Regions from separate parts of the Ovis aries genome. Here all the other regions are linked to region 1. Evidence: chromatin contacts called from public Hi-C data. All regions are on one chromosome and are shown on one strand. Each heading gives the region's core, a stretch centred on a gene start, on an enhancer-like site or on the middle of the called end of the contact. The rest is flanking DNA. Distances are from core to core; before and after follow the strand shown.

Region 1 (6,088 bases), core at 1,690-4,189:
CGACTGAGTGAATAACACTTACACTTTCAGGATACTATATCCTCTCTTCCACACCTTTCCTTTTCCCTGAACATTTGTATTTTCCAGTTTCAGGACTGGGGCTTATATCTACCCTCTTCTGCTCCATGACACCAGGAGTCAGTCCTGGGACCCTTGTCTTGTGCACCTAAAATGCAGCACAGATGAAAGCGTCAGTCAACGCTTATTAAACAAATTAGTGCCATGTAGGTGTTAAGAGGTTTCTACTGCAGATGCACTCTTGTTTACACTTTCCACGTACATTTTCCAGGAATTCAAGAGACTTTGCACTGATCTTTGGGGGATGTGACCCCTACTTTATAAGGAAAATCATCTAGGGATTGAAATGATTTACTCAAACCAAGTTGCTGCTCCATTTCAGCTACTCCGACTTAGGGCTTTGGAGGTCTTACAGTTGAGCTCCAGAGAAGGGAGAGACTTGGCAGAGTTTTCTCAATAATAACTTCAATATATAGAGACAGGCAAGCTTGGAGTCAGGCTGTCAGTATGGCGCAGTCATGGGACTCTACTTTCTGCTTCACCTTGAGCTGAAGACAGAGCATGCCCCTTACCATTTCTTTTAACCTGTCTTCTAGCTTCCCTGGCTGCAAAGCAGTGACAATTTGACCTGCTGTTAGGATTTTAAGTGCTCCAAGGTATTAAGTCACTAGCATGAAACAGCACAAATATATATATATATATTTTTAAAAACCAGCTAGCAAAGTGCTAACAATGACACTCTGTCTTTGCTTAAGTCTATTCTAAGAAATGGAAAAGCTGGCCTCTGGGGGGCTGTCTGCCGAGCCTGGGAGTCTAGGAACCTTTCCATGATATATGTGCAATAACTTCGTTAGACTGGAGAGAAGATCTAAAACAGACATAGGTTTAGAGCATTCATGATAAATGGTTCTTCACAAATTGAAGCTGATTATTTCTCTCCCTTGCCTTCCCAGAGAGGTGGTCCTGGCTCTTAAACAAGGTTCATTCCTGGAAATGCCATCTTAAAGGCAAACCCCACTTTAATTGTACGATTAAAGTCATCTCTCTTCACAAGAGAACTGAATGGAAGAAGGTGACAGGAAGACTGAAGAGGTGTTCTTAGGCCATGCCTAACAAAGATGGCTACAACTGAAGCCTGCTTCAGATGATGCCCCACAAAGAGGATGCAGTTTATTGTCACAAGCAGGCAGCATAGTTGCTGAGTTACATGGATGGCTGCTGAAATAAAAAAGGAATAATGATTGAGGCCATAGTGAAGAGTTGGAGCCCCCCACCCAGGAGATTTAGAAAGTGGGTCCCTGAAGAAGCTTGCTCCCAAATCTTCAACTTCCTTCACATCTTGGTCCCGTGTAAGCAACGACCTTTCCATCACTGGAAAGTGGCCTTGCAGAGGTCCAAGGTGGAGAGAAAGGCCTGTAGGTCTCCTGATGTGGAGGAAATCACATCCACCACGTGAAGCAGAGCCTGGAGACCAGCCACAGGCTAAGCCTCCTCTCCAAGCCTTCAGCACCTCTTCCAAGCATCTGAGACCAGAAAACTAGACAGTAGCTAGTTAAGCAGTTAGCTGCAGAGCCAAATCTGTATACCATTTTAAATACCAAATTTAAACATGTAAGGGTTTGAGTTTTGAGCTGATGTGTGGCTTTGGCTCCCAGACGCACAAATCTAGGGAGAAAGCAGTGAACTCTCTTCCTGGAATAGAGGACATATCCAAATATGGGCTGGGGATCTCCCCCTCTCCTTCCCTGGGTGGAGTGGAAGATCAAGACAAAGCCACTAGCGCCTGCAGGGAAGCAACGGGTCCCGAGGGAGGTGCATCTGAAGCTGGGCTTAGGTCCTCCTTGAGCTGGCAAAGTTCTCCCTAGGGAAAATACCAGAGATGCCTGGCTCAGAGGAAGTTGCCTGGCATCATCTTCTGGAGATAGTGATTGGGCAGATACCATCTCTCTCCACCAGCTTGGCAGGAGTCTGGTCTTGTGTGGAGAGATGGGGCGTTCTCTGGGATCCGGTGAGCACTTGCAGAGCACCTCTCCTCTCTGCAGGCAGAGGAAATCAGTGTAGGAAAGAGGCAACTGTGCAGCCAATCCTGGCTTCTCCCAGCACGGATGGGCCGTACGTCCAATCTCCTCCCTGGGCAAACAGAGCCCAGTTTTATGCGAGTTGGCCATGGGACTGCTTTCCCAGCCATCCCTACTGGAGTGGCCCAGGAGATGCCAGAGTGTGAGTCATTAAATGGGTCTTCAAGGGGACTGACCAAGTAAGGAGGAACCCCAGAAACCCTTGGGCCTCTCTTCTTCTCTGGATGCAGAGGTGAGGGCTAGAACTTAAGTGGTCATCTTGGTCCATAAGGCCCATGAGGGAGTCATGCTGTGGGAATGGCTAAGGAAAAAGCTGGAAGGAGCTCTGGTTCCCCATGAGTTTGTGGACTGCAGCTATCTGCGGATGCCTTTTTGACGAGGAAATGAGCCCCCAATTTCACAAAGTCAGATCCGTGATTGTGGGTCTGTTACTAGCCGTACAAAGTTCCTACCAGGTACAGGCTGACTCAGAAAGTAGTGAGCAGTAGTAGCTGGAGATATGCAAGCGTCTGCTGTGGGGTTAGGGAGTGAGGGGGAGGGCGGAGGGTGGATGAGTAGGAGCTGAGTGCGAACCGAAAGCCTTCCGTGTTTTGTCCTCGATGACCCCGGCCACTGTGCCTATACCATAGGAACCCCATGGGGTGTTCAACCCCAGACTGTTGTGGCTATTAGTTCAACGGCTTTACTCTGAGCCTTAAAGCAACACGCTACAAAGAGAGAAATTCCGCACAACTTAGGGGCCAGTTTGAACCGCCTGCTTCTAAAACCCTAGGCTTTGCAGTAGAAGCCTGGGACGCTGGAGTGCAGGTGGCTCCCGGGAAAGCCACCGTTTCAGCGCCACTGCCCATGGGCCTATAGGGGGCGCTAAGGAACTGCGGGATTCCTGTCTCCTCTGCCTGAGTCTCCAGCCACCCTTATCCTAGGCCAAGTAAAGGGGGAAAATGGGGCTGGAGCTGGGGCTGGGGCTGGGGCTGGGTTACAGTGGACGGGGACGAAATCCTCACCCTTTACCCCATTCTTCTTAAAGATCTAAAAATGCCAAGCATCTGGTTTTACAGTTCAGAAAAAAATTCCCACCCCCACCAAGCTCTGCGATGAGAGCTCAACACTTCTGTCCCTGAATCTGGGGTTGGGGAGGGGCCTTGGAGACCAGCCAGTAGTCCTCACCACGCGTTTAGCAAATGAGGAAACTGCCGCAGGAGAAGGGAAGCGATGGGTCCAAAGCCACACAGGGCAGGGCGTTAGAGGCAGTGCAGGGATGTGAATCCGGGCCTTCCAATTTCCAGTCTGGAGTTCTTTCCACCACACCCACCACTGTGGCCGCATTTGCTTTCTTTTCCGGCCCTTGGGGGACTTTGGCAGGGCTGGGGGTCTGATGTGAACTGGAATCTGTTTAATTTCACCTCTCATTGCTTCTGCCAGCTCGCCAGCGCTGGCTGACGGAGGCAATTAGAACCAGACATCCCAGAAGGGCATTCCTGGGAGATCTCTTAAAATTCCACAGCAGCTGGGGACTTGCCTTTTCCTGCAGGGACCATCTGGTGTGTAAATACCCAGTTGTGTAAGTCACGGGGTGAAGGGGGATTCACACACACACAGGCTATCTCTTGATACTCACAGACAGAAACAGAGAAATATTCAGTAGCAACCTCTTTCCTTCCTACCTCCCAAAGAGAGAGGTTAGTAGTTTACAGGCCACCCTGGGAACATCTGATTACTTGTTTCTGAGGGGTGAGCACTGTTTGCTCTGGGCGTGGGTGACAGAGGGGTGGGGGGACATTCCTGTTTTTCTTCCACACACACCACCCCCCCGCCCCCCACAGATGGCTGCTTACACCTGGGCTCTGGGAGATGGCCAAGGGGTATTTGTGGCCAGCTCAGCGAATATGCAGCCATGCAGGACCCTGGCTCAGAGGTGTTATCTCAGCTTCTCTGTGGGCAGCTGAGCCTCTGAAAGACAAGACTGCAGAGCCAAGAACCGCAGTGAGGGGCCCCTGACTTGGACTTTGCTGCCTGTGACATCCAGGGACGGCGACATCCGAAACTGAAGAAGGTGGGCCCTCGGCTGAGAGTTGACGGCAGACCTCTCTGTTTCTCAGGGGCTCCCATTCCACACTCATTATCAGGAAATCCTGCATGGGCCAACAGTGTGCTTACTACTGGGAACCTGGAGAAAGTTCGAGTAAACCCAGAGGGCCTTTTGTTAAAAGTCAGTGGAAAGTGGCCAAAGTCATTGGGGGCAAGCGGGAAACCTGTACACCTCCCTTAATCTGAGGGTCACATAGGAGCACCTGTCTAACTGTGATTTACAGGAGGACAGAAAGACAGGAACCAAAAGGGCATCCTCCTGACATATCTACATACCCAATTAGTCTCAGAGCTTAGACTAAAACTTCCGTTCCCAGACTGATAAAGAGAAACAATCTCCCAAAGCTAGTGTTTGGAGACAGACCCTCCCCCACCTTGTGCGGTTGGCCTGGGTGCCGCCACCCCTAGGATGCCACTCCCAGCTCCTCCCTTTGCAGGTGGATATTTGCTTGAATATCCTGGAAGAATAAGTGTAAAACAGTAAAAAATTTAAATCTGTTCATGATTACTATGATTTATATTAGATATGCCTTATAACTCTGACTACCTTTTAAAAATATGCCCTGGACTTGGTGGTTACTCGGTGATTAATCGTCAACCCATGCGTCACGTGGTTTCATGTTAGCAACTGACTCTCCATCTCTGTGTGACCCACTTCCTGTGATCCCCACTTGCCGAGTTCCCTAAGATCTTCTGTCTGTGTTCCAGATGCAACATTCTTTATCAAACCCACACGCAGGGAGAGAAGAAGTCCATTCTGCTGTTGAGTTTTGTGTTTGGAAGAAGGGCATTCATTCGTTTGTTCCTTCAACACCAAGCCCTTGCTGGTGCTGGGAACTGTGCAAGAAAGGTGCTGGAGTTAAGAGTGAAGGATGGTGGACAGAAAAGGTGGTCTTGAGGAATTCCAGCTTTGGTAAGGGGAGACGGAATGCACCTACAATTTGTTCTAATAGAAAATAGACCCTATAAGAAAAGGACAATGACATGAGTTCAGAGGAGAGGAAACCACTTCCGTTGAGGGTGGGTGAGAGTATAATCAGGGAAGACTTCCTGGAAGTGGTGGCCTGAAAATTGTGCCTGGAATCATGAGTAGGCCTCTGATGTGTAGATTCTGTGGAGGTCGGAGAGGAAGGATGGGGCATTTCTAGGTTGGGAAAGGTAGACAGAAGAAAAACTCGTTGGGTCACCATGATAGGGTCAGTTTGGCGGGTTAGGTTGTTCAGTGGTTTCACTCCTTGGAAGATAACAGATGTTGGTATTGGAGCTTGGGCAGCAGGTGTGGGTAGCTGTAATGGCTTGCTTTGTGGACAGGCAGTGTGGGCATAGCTACCTTTGAGAAAGGTGAGCCAGCAACAGTTTGTGCATATATGTGACCAGGCTCATCCACATGAGCTTTCCAGCAGATCCTGGAGTAAAAGCCTGGTATTATTAAATTGTACGTAAGCAGTACTTTACAGTTTGCAAAGAGCTTCCACAGCCTTCCCTGTTCTGATGCCCACAGTGCTACTGTGAGCAATCATGTGACATTGCCACTTTATGGGCCCCAGGTTGAACAGTGCGTCAAGGTTAAGGCCAGAATCCTGGTTCCATTTCTCCTGACCCCAAATCCTGGACTTGACTCAGCACCACCCTGGCCAATCAATCAAGAAGGGGGAGGGTCTGCCCCCAAACACTAGCCTAAGGATACCATTTCCCTTTATTAAAAAATGCATCATGGGCATAAAATTAGTTTAATCAGTATAGTGTGTGTGTGTGTGTGTGTGTGTGTGTGTGTGTGCGCATGGGGGAGGGGCACTTGATGTTAGGCTTCAGTTCAATTCACTCACTCAGTCCTGACTGTCTGACTCTTTGCGACCCATGGACTACAGCGAGGCTTCCTTGTCCATTATCAACTCCCAGTGCAT
Region 2 (6,088 bases), core at 1,081-3,580, 490 kb after region 1:
AGCAGCATCATTCAAGACCTCAGGCAGAGAGAGCGTGTGCTTGGAGGCTGCAAAGTGGATGTAAGCATTCCTCCCAAAACAGCCCAGCCAGTTTCCCTGGGGTCCTTGGAGTAAATCCCACAGACCCTGCCAGCCCCACCTGGAGAGACTGAAACTAGAGCATGGGAACTTTGGGCAAGATGGGAACAGGATTTCCTGATAGTGATCCTGGAATAGGTGACTGAGGTTATAGAATCTCTTTTCTCTGAGTTGTATGAAGCTGGTAGGAATTGGAGGCAGAGACACAGGAAATGTCTATACACATGCGTGCGCACACACACACACAGATACAGATTACACATCCCAAAGAGAAAGAAAGCAGAGCCTCCATCCACATGGAAAGCTGGACAGCGGCGAGGACAATCCACTCAGAGTCCAGAAGCCTGTCCCAGCTCCACTCTGCTGCCAACTGTGTGGTGACCTTGGGCCTGTCCCTGTCCTGCCCTGCACTAATTCCTGACCCACAAGACGAGAGCATGAATCTCCTTGGTCCTCCTCCAGCTTCTGTTTCATGAGGCCCTGACTTCCAGCTGGGCTCTAGCCAGATGTGCGGCTGAGGCGGTAGGGAAACTGGTCCAAGCTCACAGCTGCCTGTATCCCCGGAGTCGCCCCCAGGCCCTTTTCGAGGTCCAATTCGAGGCTCAGACCTTTACTTCCAGAGGCTCTGCTAGAAGGTGCAGGATCTGTACTGACCTCCCACATCTCTTCCCTGGCCTTCTGTCTATAGGGACTGGTGCCTGGCAGGTGAAATCTCCCGAGTCCTAGGGCAATTGTTTCCAACCAGTCCTGCTGGGTCAGAGACCCCAGGGTCAGGCTGAGCCCTGGAAGGACATCTGCCTCTGGCAAGGGGTCATTCATTAGATTCAAGGAGAGACTAGCATTTCTCAAATTAAACCAAACCAGCTCCCTTTGGAACCCAGCCATCACTCCTTCAACATTGCCTAACAGTGTCCAATCTTGCGTCTGGGGCCCTGAGGGACCCTACCAGGGGCTTCTGAGGAATCAGCTCGAGAAGGGACATGCTGCAGACCAGCTGTGTGACCCTGAACATGTCCTTTCCCTCTCTGGGCCTCGGTTTCCCCATCTGGGTTGGCCTGGCTCCCTGTCATCTGCCCAGTGCTGATGGTCTGTGTCTCTTTCCAACACCCCAGCAGCCTCTCCCCCTTCAGGGGCTACAAGGAATGCCCACCTCACTGGCTGGTCATGGTTGGGAGGGGGCAGGGGTGTCAAGTGAAGGAGCCAGGCGCACTGAAGGTCAAGAAGAGAGCAGGAATCAGGCCTGCCTGTTGCTTCCCAGAATTACCTCCTCTCCTCTTTTTAAAATTATGAGCTGTTGAAGCCCAGAGAGTCATCAGACATCATCCAGACAAGAGGTGTTCAGGCTGTTTTTACCCACAAAACTTTTCTCCAGATGAAATTTCACACAGAGGCCCAGAAAATCAAGCATGGGGGAGGGGAGCAATATCGGGTGAAATGGGAGTCTTTATGATAAAGGCAGCTCTGGCATGCCTGCTGGGAAAGCAACTCCAGGGACATCCTCAGCCAGAGGGGAAGCCAGAGAGGGAGAAGATCACTGCACCTGACTGGGCAGTCTCCTCTAGAATAAACTCCCATCCTGGCTTCAAGGAAGGAGCTGGTTTTTTTTTAAACTAAATTTTCATCAACAACCAGAACTCACTCCTCACCACCATAGACAACGTTCCTTACAAAGACAACTGCCTTGTCAGTCATATTCAAGGGAGGCAATCTCTGGCCCCATCTCTCCCGCTCCTGCATATAAGAACATTATCAGGTTGAAATATCTGATCTACACACCTCAGATAAGAGAGAAAAGGAGTAGGCAGCGGGAACTGAGCTGGGGAGAGCCAGGAAGAAGAAAAACTCAGAAGGAGAAAGGTAAGACTTGGTTCTTGCAGCTGAAGTGGAAGATCCACGGATCTGGCCTGGAGGTACCTGGTCTGGGGGATTTCCGGGGACCTTCGGGGATCCTCATAAGGTAGAGGAGGGGCAGGGAGCTGCCGGGGAATGGGAAAGGACATTGCTGCTCTAGTCCGGTGGAATCTGGGAAGAGATCTCGCGTCATCCAAGGAGCATGAACAAAGGATACCCAGGGTGAGCCCGGCGCCCTGCCTGGAGGAGGCAGGCAGCATGGCTGGCCGGGCGAAGCAACTCGTGACTCGAGACTGCAATGGCCGCGTCTCCCCAGCACCGAGCACAGCCCTGACGTCAAGCGCGGTGGGGCCGGGGCCAGCTCTAACTAGGTACAGATGCACGGAGGAGGGCCGCCTCGGCCGGGAGCCGCTCCCGCGGGTCCCCCTCCCCCAGCCTCGGACCCCCTCCAGCCCCGGGCTGGGAGGAGTCTCGGTCGTCCGCCCGGCGGCCTCCCAGGCGGCGCAACAGCGCGCCCTAGTGGCCATATCCTGGAGAGCGCGTCCAGGAGCCCCGCAGCCCTTGGTGTGGGTCTGACATCTTTGATACCTTCTAACATTCAGAGCGATCACATCTCAATCGTGTGAGGGACTTTTCAAAACCCCAGTGCCCAGGAGACACCCCACCTTAATTAAATTAGAACCCCTTGGAGCGGGACCTAGGCGCCAGTCTGTTTTAAAACTCTTGAGGTGTTTGCTATGTTCCACCAAGTACAGTTCTGGTTCCCTTAAAGTACTGGTTCTACTGCTTTGAGCCTACATCAGAGTCACTTGGAAGGCTGTTAAGACAAGGATTGCCAGGTGCCGGCCTGGCAATACTGGAGTTTTCTGCCCCAGTACGTGTGTGGTGGGGACTTCCTAGCTCTAGCAGTTTCCCAGGTGACGCTGATGCTCTGGTTCCCAGGACCCACCTTGAGGACCTAGGGCTGAACTACATGACTCACGGAGGGGCAGGGCATAGCCCTGAGATCACCTGGGAACTGCCTGGAAACGCAGACTTGAGGCCCCACCTCAGATCCACTGAATCAGAATCTACTGATAATCTAAATTATCAATTCATATGATAGGATTAGAAGCACGCTCTAAACACCATTTTGTCAGGCCTCACAGGCTCAGACTGTGTTGAGTGCTGGCAAAACCTCTCCACATCCTCCCCCAAACCTCTGGGTCAGAGAGCTGGATGGGACATTCCAGATTACCTGACCCATTTCTCCTGCATGACAGATGGGAGAAAGGAAGGCCCCAGGCTGGGAAGGAACTCGCCAAGGGTCAGTCACCCTGGGCCCCTCAAGTTTCATCTATTCATAAATATTCCCTCTCGTCCCGGGAACAGTCCTGTGAGTTATGATTTCATCATCCATGGGTCAGGCACCTCGCGCTCAAGGGAGCCTGCAGAGGCCCAGGTCTTTCCTGTCCTGTCTGCTTGGGAGTACGCTGAGGCAGGGAGTGGGAACACAGGCAAACTGCAACACTGTGGGAGGCGGCCTGCACAGAGTGACTCAGGAGGGGCTGGGTTTGAGAGCTGAGGGTCAGCCACTGACTTTAAGGGTATAGAGACTGACACCCATTTTTCGCTCATGATTATTTTTCTGACTTCTCAGGGAAAAGACACAGATCCGAGGCCTTTCTTACAGGCACCTGTCTTACAGAGAGGATATACCGGTCATCCAGTCTTTCCAAAGTGGAGGGGATGGAGGGCTCTGATCGAAGTTCACAATGGATTTCTATATTTATCTTTGTTATTTGTCATGCAGGTGCTCTGAGGGGTACACAGAGTCCAGGTGGAGAGGCTAGAGACACATACAAATAAATGACCGTGGAATAGATATCACAGGACTAGGAGTTCTGACGCCCATGAGGGCGGGAGGAAGGATGGCGTTTGGAGCAAACGGACACTGGAGGGATGCGCACTGTGGGTCTGGGAGGCTGTGTGGCCCTCACAAGCAGGGCATGGTGGACTTTGAATGTGCCCGAGTTTGGACCTCACACTCCTGACCACTCCACTCACCGCTTTGCCCTCAAAAGGTACAAAGGTGAGAACCGCACCCCCACCCCCACCGTGTCCCGTCTGGGATCTGTAAACAGGATGTCTGACTGGAAAAGAAGCAGCTGAGGCTGGACAGAGATGGGGACGAGGGACTTTAAAGTTGATGAGTTTGGGTTCTGTCCAGGACCCTATGAGAAGCCATCCGAGTTGTGATGCAGGAAACAGACACTGGTGGGAGTTTCAGGGAGACTGAGGCTTTCTAGAGTCCAGCAAGTGGCTGATACGTAAAGCTCTAGCTTCAGAGCCTGGAGTGAGAGAACCACCAAAGTTCTCTGTAAGATTATCTCAATTTTGAAGGGATACATGCATTTTAACATTCTCCCTTCGTTTCCATCCATTCCCCCAAAGCTGGGGGTGTGGTGGGGCGGGGGAATAAACAATTTGTAATTGTTAAATAAAAATGGGTAGGTGTTTGTTTTCCACTTGTGGTCTTTTACATTCCCAGCTACACCACCCTATTATCAGCTTTCCAGAAAACAAAGAAACTGAAATTAAACATTAACCGGGATCATTGAGAATGTCAGTGAAATGAACAGGCCTGGTGTTAGGAGAGGAGAGGCCCCTGACTCTGGCTGATTGTTCAAACAGGAAAGGGACCTGAGCAGGCCTCGTTGCCAAAGGATCGGGAGGCCAGCTGACCCCAATAGCAATTTTTATCCCAGCCAACCAAAGACTGAATGGCCGTCTGTGTAAGGGCTGGGTGCCGGGGTACCAGGAGGGCTCTAACAGGGTTCCAGCCCTGAGAAACATCGGAGGACTTTTTTTTGGCTGGGGGCGGGGCGGGGGGGAGGAGGAGAACAGGGGCGGAGTTGGGGGGCTGGGCTGGGTTTCTGCTGCTGTGTGCGGGTTTTCTCTAGTTTCTGCAAGTGGGGGCTACTCTCTAACGGTGGTGCTGCCCGTCTCGTTGCAGTGGCGTCTCTTATTGCGGAGCGTGGGCTCTAGAACGCAGGCTCAGTAGTGCTGGGCACGGGCTTCTTTGCTTCATGGCATGTGGGATCTTCTCAGACCGCGGATCTAAACCCATGTCCCCTGAACTGCAAGGTAGATTCTCAACCACTGGACCACCAGGAAAGCCCAGGAGAAGGGTTCTTAAGGAGGCAGGTCCAGGGCCACAGAAGGCAGAACGGGGAGTGATGTGTTTTACCACCAGCATCTGCTGCGGGTCTTAAAGAATCAGTAGACATTTACCTGTAGAAAGAGAGGGTGGTCCAGGCAGAAAGAACAGGTGAACAAAGGGTGGAGGGCCATGCAGAGCGTGCGTGGTGGGAGGAGGTGGGTGTGGAGGTTGGCCAGGGCTGGAAGGTAGCATGGGACTAGACTGGAAACACTAGCTCTAAAGTTAGGTTTGAGTAGAAAAGGTCTGGGGACCTTGTCTAAAGCCCCAGGCCACTGTGGAGGAAGGTGGGGTGGCAGGATGTCCTTGTGGGAGGCTGCTGGGGTCATCCTAGCAAGAGATGATAAAGACCTGCCCCAGGTTGCAGCAGACGGGAGGGGTGAGTGAGCTGAAGAGGATTCCAGAGGCACAGTCCTCTGACTCAGTGACTGGTTGTGTGAGGGGGAGGCGAGGGAGGCTGAACACTCTGACTTGGTTCCATCCTGAGGGGGAAGGAGTGGTCTCAGTCAGGAGTTCAGTTGGGCCACAAGAAGCACACTAGTATCTCAAACAGAGGGAATTGGTTGCATACTGATGTAAAAGCTGAGAAGCCGCATGAGATGTTGAGGCTGCACAGAGGTTAACAATGGGGAAAACCACTGGCACCACCCAGAGAAGGAGGGATGGAGTGGGAGGCAGTGTGAGGAGAGCTGGAAGGCCAGACGAAACCAGAACAGGCCTGTGCAGTGGGAACTGGGGGCATGGAGGAGCCCCAGGCCCTGCTGGAGACGCTTCCCAGAGTGGAGAGAGGGGAAGATCCTGGCCTCTCTCCGCCCACCTGCTAATGGCCAAGTACATGAAAGCCCAAAGACAGGAAATGCCTGGCACAGGACTACTAGAGGCACCTGGGTGAGCAAAGATGAGTGCAGACCTAACATGGGAAGTGTGAGGGACCTCCCTGGCAGCGTACCCAGCGTGCAC
Region 3 (6,088 bases), core at 2,044-4,543, 440 kb after region 1:
AGTTATCATCCTATGTCTCATATGGGCAGCCTGAAAACTAAGACTGAGATAGATTAGCCAACATGCCCAAGTTTTCACAGCTAGCAAGTCGCAGAATTGGTGTTGAAACCAGAGCCTTCAAATTCCTCCCAGTGAAAGTGAAAGTGTTAGTTGCTCAGTTGTGTCTGCTCTTTAAGACCCCATGGACTGTAGCTCACCAGGCTCCTCTGTCCATGGGATTTCCCAGGCAAGAATACTGGAGTGGGTAGCCATTCCTTTCTCCAGGGGCTCTTCCCAGCCCAGGGATCGAACCTTAATTTCCTGCATTGGCAGGCAGATTCTTTACCATCTCAGCCACCAGGGAAGCCCTTCTTCCCAATGAACTTAGACTCAACAATGTCATATTGCTTCCAGATAAGGATCTGAATTGAAACCTAACAAGTTCTATAATGGTTTCATTTGAAACTCATTCATGTATTCATTCATTGAATTAACACTGAATTCCTATTAAGCTCAAAGTATTTTTTTTTATTTTTAGTTTTTATTTTTTTAATTTTAAAATCTTTAATTCTTACATGCGTTCCCAAACATGAACCCCCTCCCACCTCCCTCCCCATCACATCTCTCTGGGTCATCCCCATGCACCAGCCCCAAGCATGCTGTATCCTGCGTCAGACATAGACTGGCGATTCAATTCTTACATGATAGTATACATGTTAGAATGCCATTCTCCCAAATCATCCCACCCTCTCCCTCTCTCTCTGAGTCCAAAAGTCCGTTATACACATCTTTGTCTTTTTTCCTGTCTTGCATACAGGGTCGTCATTGCCATCTTTCTAAATTCCATATATATGTGTTAGTATACTGTATTGGTGTTTTTCTTTCTGGCTTACTTCACTCTGTATAATCGGCTCCAGTTTCATCCATCTCATCAGAACTGATTCAAATGAATTCTTTTTAAAGGCTGAGTAATACTCCATTGTGTATATGTACCACAGCTTTCTTATCCATTCATCTGCTGATGGACATCTAGGTTGTTTCCATGTCCTGGCTATTATAAACAGTGCTGTGATGAACATTGGGGTACGTGTGTCTCTTTCAATTCTGGTTTCCTTGGTGTGTATGCCCAGCAGTGGGATTGCTGGGTCATATGGTAGTTCTATTTGCAATTTTTTAAGGAATCTCCATACTGTTCTCCATAGTGGCTGTACTAGTTTGCATTCCCACCAACAGTGTAGGAGGGTTCCCTTTTCTCCACACCCTCTCCAGCATTTATTGCTTGCAGATTTTTGGATCGCAGCCATTCTGATTGGTGTGAAGTGGTACCTCATTGTGGTTTTGATTTGCATTTCTCTAATAATGAGTGATGTTGAGCATCTTCTCATGTGTTTGTTAGCCATCCGTATGTCTTCTTTGGAGAAATGTCTATTTAGTTCTTTGGCCCATTTTTTGATTGGGTCCTTTATTTTTCTGGAATTGAGCTGCATAAGTTGCTTGTATATTTTTGAGATTAGTTGTTTGTCAGTTGCTTCATTTGCTATTATTTTCTCCCATTCAGAAGGCTGTCTTTTCACCTTGCTTATTGTTTCCTTTGTTGTGCAGAAGCTTTTAATTTTAATTAGATCCCATTTGTTTATTTTTGCTTTTATTTCCAGAATTCTAGGAGGTGGATCATAGAGGATCCTGCTGTGATTTATGTCTGAGAGTGTTTTGCCTATGTTCTCCTCAAGGAGTTTTATAGTTTCTGATCTTACATTTAGATCTTTAATCCATTTTGAGTTTATTTTTGTGTGGGGTGTTAGAAAGTGATCTAGTTTCATTCTTTTACAAGTGGTTGACCAGTTTTCCCATAAGCTCAAAGTATAAACATATAAACATAGTCAATACAATGTGGGTGCAGAGAGTAGGGAGAGCGGTTGTGGTTGTATATGAACAAACGAGCCTTTGTCTTCAAGGAGTCCTAAAGCAGCGGTCAGCCAACTATAGTTTAGCTACCAAATCCAGCCCATTGCCTGTTTTTGTGAATAAAGTTTTATTGGAACATAGCCACCCTATTTGTTGACATGTCTATGTTGCTTTTGCATCAACAACTGCGAAGTTGAGCAGCTACAACAGAGACCAAATGGACCACAAACTTCAAGTATTTACTATCTAGCACTTTTTAGAAAAAAATTGCCTACCTCTGGTCTAGAATCAGAATTACAGAGGCATCAACTATAGTTGTAATCTAGATTATTAAAACGGCACAGGGACTTCCCTGGTGATTCAGTGGCTAAGACTTCGCCTTCCAATGCAGGGGGCGAGGGTTCAGTTCCTGGTCAGGGAACTAAGATCCCACATGCTTCATGACCAAATATAATAATAATAATAAAGAAACATGAAACAGAAGTAATATTGTAACAAATTCAATAAAGACTTTTAAAATGGCCCACATCAAAAAATATTTTTTAAAAATTAAATAAAATGGCACAAATTAAAAGTTGTGGAGATGCCAAGGAGAGCAACTAAAGCCACAAACACAATTCACCCAGGAGGAGGTTTTGACAAAGCCATGGGCTATCAGGAACAGATTCCAGCCCGGAGCACCACTCAACCCACCATGTGGCTGTGCTTGAAGGCACACAGTCCAGGGCAGAGTAGCAGATGCTCAGGCCCCTGGAAAGCAATCGTCTCCAGAGCATCAGAAGTTGACCCTGCCATTGCTGAGCTGCCTGGCCTTGAGCCGATCTTCTTACCTCTTGGTCCTCAGATATCAGTTATCTCTTACTGCCCTGCTGCTGCTCCTGCTAAGTCGCTTCAGTCATGTCCGTCTCTGTGAGACCCCATAGACAGCAGCCCACCAGGCTCCTCCGTCATCCCTGGGATTCTCCAGGCAAGAACACTGGAGTGGGTTGCCATTTCCTTCTCCAATTCATGAAAGTGAAATGTGGCGGGGGAAAGTCCCTGAATGACTTGTGAAAAACTGAAGCACTCTCTGCAAATTCTGGGGGTCCTTGGGGTGGTTGTATGCACACATAGGCTGCCTTGAAGATCCTCACATGTAGCTCAGAAGCAAAATTATCAGCCTTGAATGTAAAATTGCTTTTGTCCCCAGCTGAGCACACTCCATATTTTATTAATTCACTCAGAATGCAGCTTGGTATGTTACAAAAGAGTTTTCCCCTGAGAGGAGTCATTTTCAAGCTGGGAATGTGTGGACATCCCACCCCAAGAGATGATCCTGTGTTTTCTTGGAGGTGGAGGCAGCCCGGAGGTTGGAGCTGGTGTGAGTTGATGCTGGAGGTCTGAACCCAAGGGAACATGTTCTGTCTGGAACCATCACAAAAGAGTCTTTGCAGATACTCAGCCAGCTGGCCCAACTCTGCTAGACACTGTGTTCCCACTCCCTCACCCTTCCTCCAGGAAGCAACTCCTCTGGCCCAGCCTCCATGTTGCTTTTCTGCTCACACCCTTGAACCCATATCCCCAGTCCGAGGTGGAGCCCGCGGAGCTGTCAGTGCCGCCCAGCCGCAGCACCTGGCTCGCCTCCCTCCGTGCTGGGCCAAAGCCTCAGACGCAGGAGAAACCAGAGCTCACTCAGCTGGCCAGCGCAGGGGCTTCCTGTCCAAGTGTATGCGGCTGGGCTTCCTGCTGACGGAAGGGCGGCTGCCGCAGCTCGCCTCTGACATCCCAGGCGGCGGCTCCCAGAGCACGCCCAGCTGGCACCCGGTGCAGGGGCCACGGCTGCACTCACACAGCTGTCAGACAGCATTCCCAGGGACCCAGGGGTCCGGCCTGGAGAGCTATAAAGGGGATTCCTTTGGGGCGAGAGGAAGCAGTGAATCAGCTCAGAAACACTGGAGCTCAGGCTTGTCCTAGGCAGCCAGCCAGAGCATGCCTCACACGCACCCCGCACCCTCCGCACTGACCGACCCCCTTGCTTCACGTGCGCCCCCCTCCCTGGCCACCTGCGCACTTCCGTTTGCGTCCCTCCGTGAGTCTCCACCACACAGCTTCCCTCTGCCCCAGGTGGCCTGGGAACCGGGCCCAAGCACCCGGGTGATAGCCCACCCTGCCTCTGACCTCATGCCCTTAAGGAATTTAACTTCACGGAGACTCAGCTCCCCCTTTACAAGTGGAAACTGGAGAGTGCGAATATTTTCTGAGCATTCCATGTTTATTTTCCCACATTTTAAGGGCGGTGACATAGGAAATGGGGTTAGACTTATTCTGTCTAGTTTCAAAGATCAGAACAAGCATTCCGTGGAGGCAGAATTTGGTTTAAATAAGGGGAAATGAACCCACAAAATAGACTGTCTTCTAAGGTAGTGAGCATCCTGTATGCTGTGACTAGAGGTATTCAACAGACACTGTTTGCAGACTTTCAAATGCTTGACCGTAAGATCCATGAGCACTTCTGTCTCCATTCCTGCTGCAGGATTCAGCATCCAGCACACTGCCTGCCAGGGAGTAAGTGCTCCCAATATTTGCGGAAGAGAGGAAGGAAGAGGAATGAGAAAAACAGGCAGGTGGGGGGCAGGGGCGGGGAGAGAAATGGAAAGAGAGAAGGAGAGAAAGCAGGGAGGAGGAAAAGTAGGAAGGATCATCTCCAAAAACTTTGGAGAACTGACTCTCCTTCAGGAGAGAGCTTGGACAAGCCGACTCCAATGATCTTTTTGACTCTGCGATGATAAAACGAGGGTTTTAGGCGCCCACTCCACGGGGACTCACCAAGTCCACAAGCAGACTCTCCTGTGTTGGTATGTGTCCCAGGCACAGGCTTTTCTACCCAAGCCCACTGTAGTCTACAAACCCCCACACATACATGATGTCCTGCATTTCTGCAGAACCCTGTAAAATGTACAGTCCCCATCTGAAAGACACAGAGCCTGAGGTTCGAAGATGGTAAGTGACTTGTCTGAGCTGAGACTGAGCCTTAGGTATCCTGTTCCTGAGGCCAGTGCCTTTTCCTAATAGGCATATTGATTTGTCTCACGGCCTGCCGTGGAGCTTTCTGCCCCAGAAACTGCTATTATGACCTAACGTGAAAACTGGTGCTCTATTAAAAGCACCAGAGGTGCTCCTATCCTTTGAAAAAGGTAAGGAGACAGATCTACCACACACACACACACACACACACACACACACACACACACACACACACACACACATCCTCCTTTTCCCCAGCTCGCTCCCAGCAGGGATAACACTTGGGCATCACCACTAACTGCAGTAACCATCACTGGATCTGGGACCATTTCCAGAGGCAAGTTTACTCTCCAGGGCTGACGCTCCTGATTACTGCTTGGAAAGATGTGTTCTTTTCCAAAGGTCTGACAAGCTGGAGGTAGGGAGGTCATTTGCCCATCTGCCCTCCCCTCCGCACTTCCTCTGCCCTCTCTCACGGGGGACTGACCCCTGCAGGCTACATTTGCTCAAGTCCCAACCAATCAGGAGACTACGAGGAAGAGGAGGGTAAAAACCAGAGCTTTCTCCCCACACCCTCTCCCTCTATCTGGCAGATCACCTCGGGGGTCCCCATTTCTGCCAGGGAGCCTCCGCCAGGACTCCAGCTCTCCCTGGGTTCTGGAAACACTCCCTCTGCTCCAGACTTCCAGCAGGCATGGTGTCGCTTCTTTCCCGTGGCTGCTACTCTCGAGGCCAGCTTTCACCCACATCTGCCCTTTCATCTCTTCCAATGCCTTTATAACTGGTTTCCCTTGGCTGAGGTTTCTGGAATAGGTTATGTTTTCTGCCTGGACTCTGATTCCACGTCAATGTGGATTGGATAAGACCCAGCTGGAGAGGCTTGAACTGTTGGAAGTATGGAACAGTTCTATCCTGACCACTTCAAGGAGAGTTGAAGACAGGCCAGGAGGCAGGGAATGAGGAAGCGGGCCAAGTGCACCTTGGGGGGACGAGAGGACCTGGAGTCATACTACCTGTCCCACCACAGGCCCCTTCCTCTTTCACAAGACCCGACTCACCCAGCATCCTTCACTGCGGGACACAACCATCACATCTCACACACCTGGGTCAGACAGCGAGACCCAGAGCCTCTCAGAGCTCTGAGCAAGCCAAGCTTCTAGGTCCAGAAGCCTCCAGGTTACTTCCATCCAGACAGACAGAA
Region 4 (6,088 bases), core at 1,091-3,590, 330 kb after region 1:
AGAGAGGGGCTTGCCCAAGGTCACCCAGAGCCAGGAACCGCTGAATCTCATCCGGGACCAGATCTGGTGAAATCATTTACAACATTATCTCAGTGGGGAGCTCAGAGGAAGGAAGGAATGAAGTGACTGAGAAATGTGTGCCAGGCCTCCGGCGGCCTCTAAGCCTGGAGGACTGGGAGGGGGTGGGGTGGGGGCCGACATCAAACAAGACGCGCTCTCGGCTCCTGGGCTGCCCCAAGCCGCCCGAGCAGCTCCCCGAGCTCCTGGGCGGCGGGAAGGGCGGAAGGGGTGGGGGCGCGGGGGCTGGCGACCCGGGCAGGCGGGCGAGCGGGAGGGAGGCGGCGGGGGCGACGGCGGCCGGCCGGGACAGTGCGCGTCGCCCGCCCTGCGCGGCAAATCCCCCAGGGAGGCCGCCGCCAGAGCCCTGGCGCTCCCGGCCCGGCGCCCGCCACGTGGCACCCGGCGGCGGCGGCGGCGGCGGCTCCTCCCGGCGCGCGGCCCGGCCAGCCGGCAGCACGCAGCCGCCCGCGCCGCCCGCCTCTTCCCGGCCGCCCGCCGGCGGCCTCCCGGGTGCAGCGAGGGGGAGCTGCCCGGCCTCCCTGGACTCGGAGAGAAGGCGGGCGGCGCGAAGCCGCTTTAACCGCAGCCGCCGAGCGGAGGCAGGAGGCTGACCCGGCCGCTTCCTAAGTGCGGTCAGGCATCTCGTGACCACGGCGGGCGCCGGGGGCCCCGCGGGGGGAGGGAGGGCCAGGGCAGGGAGCAAACAAGAAGGTCCCCACCCCTCCCCCGGGCTGTTGCAAGTGAGGCTTTCGGCGGAGTTAAAACCTCAAGCCCGAAATCAGGGGTGGAGGGGGGGGTTGGAATAATTCCCCACTCTCCACCCCAGGGCGTGCGCTCCCCGCCCGGAAGGGCTGACCTTGGCCCGGGGGTAGTTGGGGTGGGGGCGGTTGGTCAGCGCCTGGGCTAGGCTCCCAGCCCGCCGCCCCCTCGGATTCCAGGCCCGGCGGGGGCCGGAGGAGAGGGGGGGGCCCGGGGACACACACACACACCCCACACGCAGCGCGCGCCAATGAGCCCAGGCCAGGCGCAGGGGGCGGGGTTTTCCCAGGCTCGAGCACAGCAGCTGCTATTTACCTTCTTGGCTTCTCCCGGGGACCAGGAACCAGCCCCCGCGCTCCGCCGCCCGCCGCCGCCCCCCGCCTCCCTGCCCCCGGGGCGCGCGCACACACTCACACACGCACGCACACACACACATCCTCCCTGCCCGGCCGCAGTCGCGGCGGCAATAAAACATCCTGGCACGTGCTCCGGCTCCAGGCGCGCCCTCGCCGGCCGGCTGATGTCAAACTGCAGCTCGGCTGGTGTAGCTCTTAAAGGGCCCGCGCGCGCCGGGTGCCGAGGCTGCCCTGGCCGCCCGCGGGGCGGGAAGGAGGGAGAGGCTGCCGCTCGGCAGGCCGCCTCGGCGCGCTGCAGAACCGAGAGGGGGCGGATGGAAAGGGAAAAGTTGGCAAGGACGTGCGTGCGTCCTTGAGGCATTGCCATCAAAGTCCCCCTTGTTAACCTTTCATTTGAAATTCCATTTCCTTTCTGCTCAGTTGGAAATTATTCTGATTGTTTCCTGGGGAAGCGCGGGGTCCGAGGCCCCCAACTCCAGAGGAAAAATGAGGGACGGACCGGGGGAGGGGTGCGGGGATCGAAAACCACCTTGCTCTGAAAAACCTGCAAATATAAGATGGAGGCACATTTTCCTTTTCTGCATGCAAAAGGAAAATTTTTTGCCCTTTTTTGCACGGTCAACTTTCACCCCCCTCCTCCCCCGAACGTGCGGAGTCTGAGAGGGAAATCACTTAGATCTTTTCGTAACTCACACCCTTACATTCCCCCGTTCTAACCACTGCATTTATAACCTTTAATCCCTGTCCTTCTAAACCTTTAAAAATATATATTTCAAATGAACTTATTACTGGCAAAGCAGCTCTATTACATATGAAAGGAAATAAAGAGCAAAGGCCGAAGCCCCAAGAGAAATAAACTAGACTAGAGCAAACCCAATGCGGAAAAATCCTTTCTAAAGCAAAGGCCAGCAGGGAGAGTAGCAAAGGGTTAAAATCCTTTTGATTGACGTTGTAGCCTCTGGTGCCCCGGGCTCAGGCGCGCGCCATTGGCCGCCAGGCCTTGTGCCTGGCGGCCAATGGGGGGGCGCGGTCCACGAGCGGTGCCGCGTGTCTCCTCCTCCCATTGGCTGAAAGTTACTGTGGGAAAGAAAGTTTGGGAAGTTTCACACGAGCCGTTCGCGTGCAGTCCCAGATATATATAGAGGCCGCCAGGGCCTGGGGATCACACAGGATCCGGAGCTGGTGCTGATAACAGCGGAATCCCCCGTCTACCTCTCTCCTTGGTCCTGGAATTGCGCTACCGATCACCAAGTAGCCATAAGATATTATAATAAACCCTCAGCACTTGCTCAGTAGTTTTGAGAAAGTATAAAGTAAAAGGGACATAAGCAAGACAATTTTTTTGTGTGTGAAGAACTCCAAAAATAAAATTCTCTAGGGATTAAAAAAAGAAAAAGAAAATGCCAGCTGATATAATGGAGAAAAACTCCTCGTCCCCGGTGGCTGCTACCCCAGCCAGTGTCAACACGACACCGGATAAACCAAAGACAGCATCTGAGCACAGAAAGGTAAGGGCAGTACCTGTATTTCCCTGCACCCCCAAGAAATTAAGTCGGGGTTGGGGCTCTTTTCTCCCTTAAAATCGCGGGGAGAAATGGCAGGTCCCATGGGAACTCAAGCGCTCTTTTTTAAAAATTTTCTTTACAGTCATCAAAGCCTATCATGGAGAAAAGACGAAGAGCAAGAATAAATGAAAGTCTGAGCCAGCTAAAAACACTGATTTTGGATGCTCTTAAAAAAGATGTAAGTGGGTAATTCTTTTTTTCTCTCTCTCCCAGGTATTAAGAATGAAATCCCCTTGCCTGCGGGGTCTTCCCTGCCTGCACTGCATTCTCAGAGGCGGGAGAGCTGGGCCCCTCTAGCCGAGGTCTAGGGCTGTCGCCGCCATGGCCAGGGGGAGGGACGGACCCCCACCATTCCGAAACCTCTGGCGAGGCTCTCACTTTCCTCCTTTGCCTCCTCTTCTGTGCAGAGTTCGCGGCATTCCAAGCTGGAGAAGGCGGACATTCTGGAAATGACAGTGAAACACCTCCGGAACCTGCAGCGGGCACAGATGACGGGTGAGAGCGGCTCGCCGCGTCCCCCTCTGCGGGCGTCTCTCTCGCCCCGCGGTGATTTCTTCCAGACTTCCGCCCGTGGTTGTGAGAGGCATTCAGCTACATTTTACTGCCTTGGCTCACTCTTGCGTTCCCACGGTCTGGGGCTTATTTATAGCCACAACTCCAAGTTGTTACTGTTCCGGAAAGGGAGGGAGAGAGGTTGTAGTGGCGAGGGCGGCGGGCGGCGGGCGGCTTGGCAGTGGGGGAAGCGGATGGGGGGGGGGGTGAAAGGATTTAGAACCGTGGTGGTTTTTAAGCTGCGTGGAGCTTGGGGTCATCTAGTTTAGCACGCCCTCCTCGCCCGCTACATAAGGGGAAATAAGGCTCGGATGGTGCAGAAGAGGGGGAAGGGCACTATCCAAGGTCACATCGCGCGGGGGTGGGGAGGAGGCAAATTTGAGGCTTCAGATCGGGTTAAATGAAGCGACAGGGAATGGAGAGGGAGCGTCTCGGGGTCTGTCGCCAAGCTAGTGTGGCTAGGTGGAGGGTTTTTCTAAACCCAGCCGGCTACCCAGAGGCAGTTCCGCGGGCGGGTGGTCAGGGAGGCGCGCCGCGAGGACCTCCCAGGGCGGAGGCGATGGCTTCGGGGCCAGGGCCTTTCGGTGACCCATCCGTCTCCTTCTGGCCCGCAGCCGCGCTAAGCACAGACCCGAGCGTGCTGGGGAAGTACCGCGCCGGCTTCAGCGAGTGCATGAACGAGGTGACCCGCTTCCTGTCCACGTGTGAGGGCGTTAACACCGAGGTGCGCACCCGACTCCTCGGCCACCTGGCCAACTGCATGACCCAGATCAACGCCATGACCTACCCAGGGCAGCCGCACCCCGCCTTGCAGGCGCCGCCGCCGCCCCCGCCAGGACCTGGCGGCCCGCAGCACGCGCCGTTCGCGCCGCCGCCGCCGCTCGTGCCGATCCCCGGGGGTGCGGCGCCCCCTCCCGGCGGCGCGCCCTGCAAGCTGGGCAGCCCTGCTGGAGAGGCGGCTAAGGTGTTCGGCGGCTTCCAGGTGGTGCCGGCTCCAGACGGCCAGTTTGCGTTCCTCATCCCTAATGGGGCCTTCGCTCACAGCGGCCCAGTCATCCCAGTCTACACCAGCAACAGCGGGACCTCGGTGGGCCCCAACGCAGTGTCACCTTCCAGCGGCCCCTCTCTCACGGCAGACTCCATGTGGAGACCGTGGCGGAACTGAGGGGCTCAGGCCATCCCTCCCCCTAAATTCCCCAAACCATCTCTCTTCCCTCCGGACGATAAACAGGAACTTGGACCATGAGAGAGAAGGGAGGACTTTTGAGATTAAGTGGTTACTTTTTTTTTTTAATTTCTAAAGTTACTTTTTTGTAGAGAGCTGTATTAAGTGACTGACCATGCACTATATTTGTATATATTTTATATGTTCATATTGGATTGCGCCTTTGTATGATAAAAGTTCAGATGACATTTCGTTTTTTACACGAGATTTCTTTTTTATGTGATGCCAAAGATGTTTGAAAATGCTCTTAAAATATCTTCCTTTTGGGAAGTTTATTTGAGAAAATATAATAAAAGTAAAAAGAGTGAAGGCTCTTATGACTTAGAATTATTTTTAGAATATGTAAAAATGAAGGTCTTGGCAGAATTTGAATTACACATAATCTGAGAATTCAGGAATTGGTTCCTTTTGTTATTAAAAGAACATTTTAAAAACCCATCAAGCCTTTTACCATGGCTCCTTGAGCTAAATTCCATTTAATTTGTGAGAACCCATCTGTTATGGCTTCCTTGATCAATTTGTGGTCAGTCTCTTAAAAGATTTCAAAACCCTTTTTACCCACCTGCAACTAAAGTCATTCAGTCCTGGTTCTCATACTGGCTCCTTCTGAGGAAGATGGAAGGGGGCTGAGTTCATGAAGTTAATCAATCCAGTACTTTGTGCCCGCCACACATTTAAGGGTGGCTCCTGCAGCACTAGTGCCCTAGGGCATCTCACCAGCATCCGAGTAAAAAGTCTTCATAGCTGCAGCTCCAGCCTTCAAGTGTTGGAGTCTTTCTCTAATTAAAGTCAATCCTTGCAGCTAGACATTTTCTGTAACAGCACCTAAAAGTTTGAAATGCCTCTCTGCACCCTCTTCAAGCAAGCTGAGAAGGTCAACAGATTCCTTCTGCCAAGGAACAGCTAGTTAGACTCCCAAGTGGAGCCCCAGTCCAGATGATTAACACCAGACATATGTTTTTGATAAGTTTCTGTGCTTGGCTCTAATAGAGAAAGCATGTGGAGGCCGTCCTGGCAAGCACACAGGCCATCTTCCCCTTTTAATACAAACAGCAAGCGACCCCTTTGCTTGGTCATGCCCCATTTCCAGGCAAGATGTGGGCTCCAGATAGAAGCAAAAGGGTTGTCTCGGGTTTCAGCTCACATAACCCTCCTTAACAAGTCCTAACTCAAAGCGGACAGCTTTAAACTGTGCCAGGATCTGCAGGGAATTTCTTCCAAATCCCATCACAAAGGCTTGTCAGATTTTGTCAGATTTGGCCAGGTGTTTGACTGCATCCAGGTGTTGGGGAAATGAAAACCACGAGCGCTGCGAGACCAGACACATCAGCCGCGCTGTGGGTCTGGCGGGCGCGCCCTCCTCCCGCACCGCCGGCCAGTCGTCCTCCCGGCCCGGCCCCTCCCGCCAGCCTCCTCTTACCGCCCCCACCCCCACCCCTTCTCTTAGAAGGGCTTCTGGGAGGAGAAGGATGAGGCGGGAGAGATCAATCTTTGAAGCTTTCCTAACAAAGATAAAGCCAACGATTTTCTGTCTTATTTCAAAAGCTTCACCTCTCCCCTGCCTGGCTGGC

What was found. Hi-C and Micro-C count contacts between places; a contact is called where the count stands out from the background.
Region 2: a Hi-C map of liver shows a contact between it and region 1, with 7 times the contacts expected there. The contact joins two enhancer-like sites. A contact is called at or near these places in 12 of 16 Hi-C or Micro-C datasets (blood, hypothalamus, liver and 6 more).
Region 3: a contact with region 1 is called in a Hi-C map of liver, with 3 times the contacts expected there. The contact joins two enhancer-like sites. A contact is called at or near these places in 7 of 16 Hi-C or Micro-C datasets (liver, mesenteric adipose tissue, mixed tissues and 3 more).
Region 4: a contact with region 1 is called in a Hi-C map of hypothalamus, with 7 times the contacts expected there. The contact joins the promoter of HES1 here to the enhancer-like site in region 1. A contact is called at or near these places in 14 of 16 Hi-C or Micro-C datasets (blood, hypothalamus, liver and 7 more).

The regions. Positions count from the first base shown.
Region 1 is chr1:194,517,057-194,523,144 of ARS-UI_Ramb_v3.0, reverse strand. It overlaps LOC132658390 (a long non-coding RNA gene), which reads left to right and starts at 5,981. Exons shown (of 2, transcript XR_009597992.1): 1 at 5,981-6,088. Within about 2 kb of position 2,939, at least 20 of the 54 cell types and tissues checked have an H3K27ac peak or open chromatin away from gene starts, as enhancers often do. A contact at or near this core is called in hypothalamus, liver and muscle, where this site is marked.
Region 2 is chr1:194,028,008-194,034,095 of ARS-UI_Ramb_v3.0, reverse strand. No RefSeq gene overlaps it. Among named protein-coding and RNA genes, the nearest start is that of CPN2, 29 kb to the right of the region's middle. Within about 2 kb of position 2,330, at least 28 of the 54 cell types and tissues checked have an H3K27ac peak or open chromatin away from gene starts, as enhancers often do. A contact at or near this core is called in hypothalamus and liver, where this site is marked.
Region 3 is chr1:194,075,191-194,081,278 of ARS-UI_Ramb_v3.0, reverse strand. No RefSeq gene overlaps it. Among named protein-coding and RNA genes, the nearest start is that of CPN2, 76 kb to the right of the region's middle. Within about 2 kb of position 3,293, at least 24 of the 54 cell types and tissues checked have an H3K27ac peak or open chromatin away from gene starts, as enhancers often do. A contact at or near this core is called in liver and muscle, where this site is marked.
Region 4 is chr1:194,182,269-194,188,356 of ARS-UI_Ramb_v3.0, reverse strand. It overlaps HES1 (hes family bHLH transcription factor 1), which reads left to right and starts at 2,340. Exons shown (of 4, transcript XM_004003033.5): 1 at 2,340-2,683; 2 at 2,823-2,918; 3 at 3,148-3,235; 4 at 3,907-4,826. The coding sequence starts at 2,576. The coding sequence ends at 4,457. LOC121816684 (a long non-coding RNA gene) reads right to left here and starts at 1,287. Exons shown (of 2, transcript XR_006056345.2): 1 at 1,135-1,287.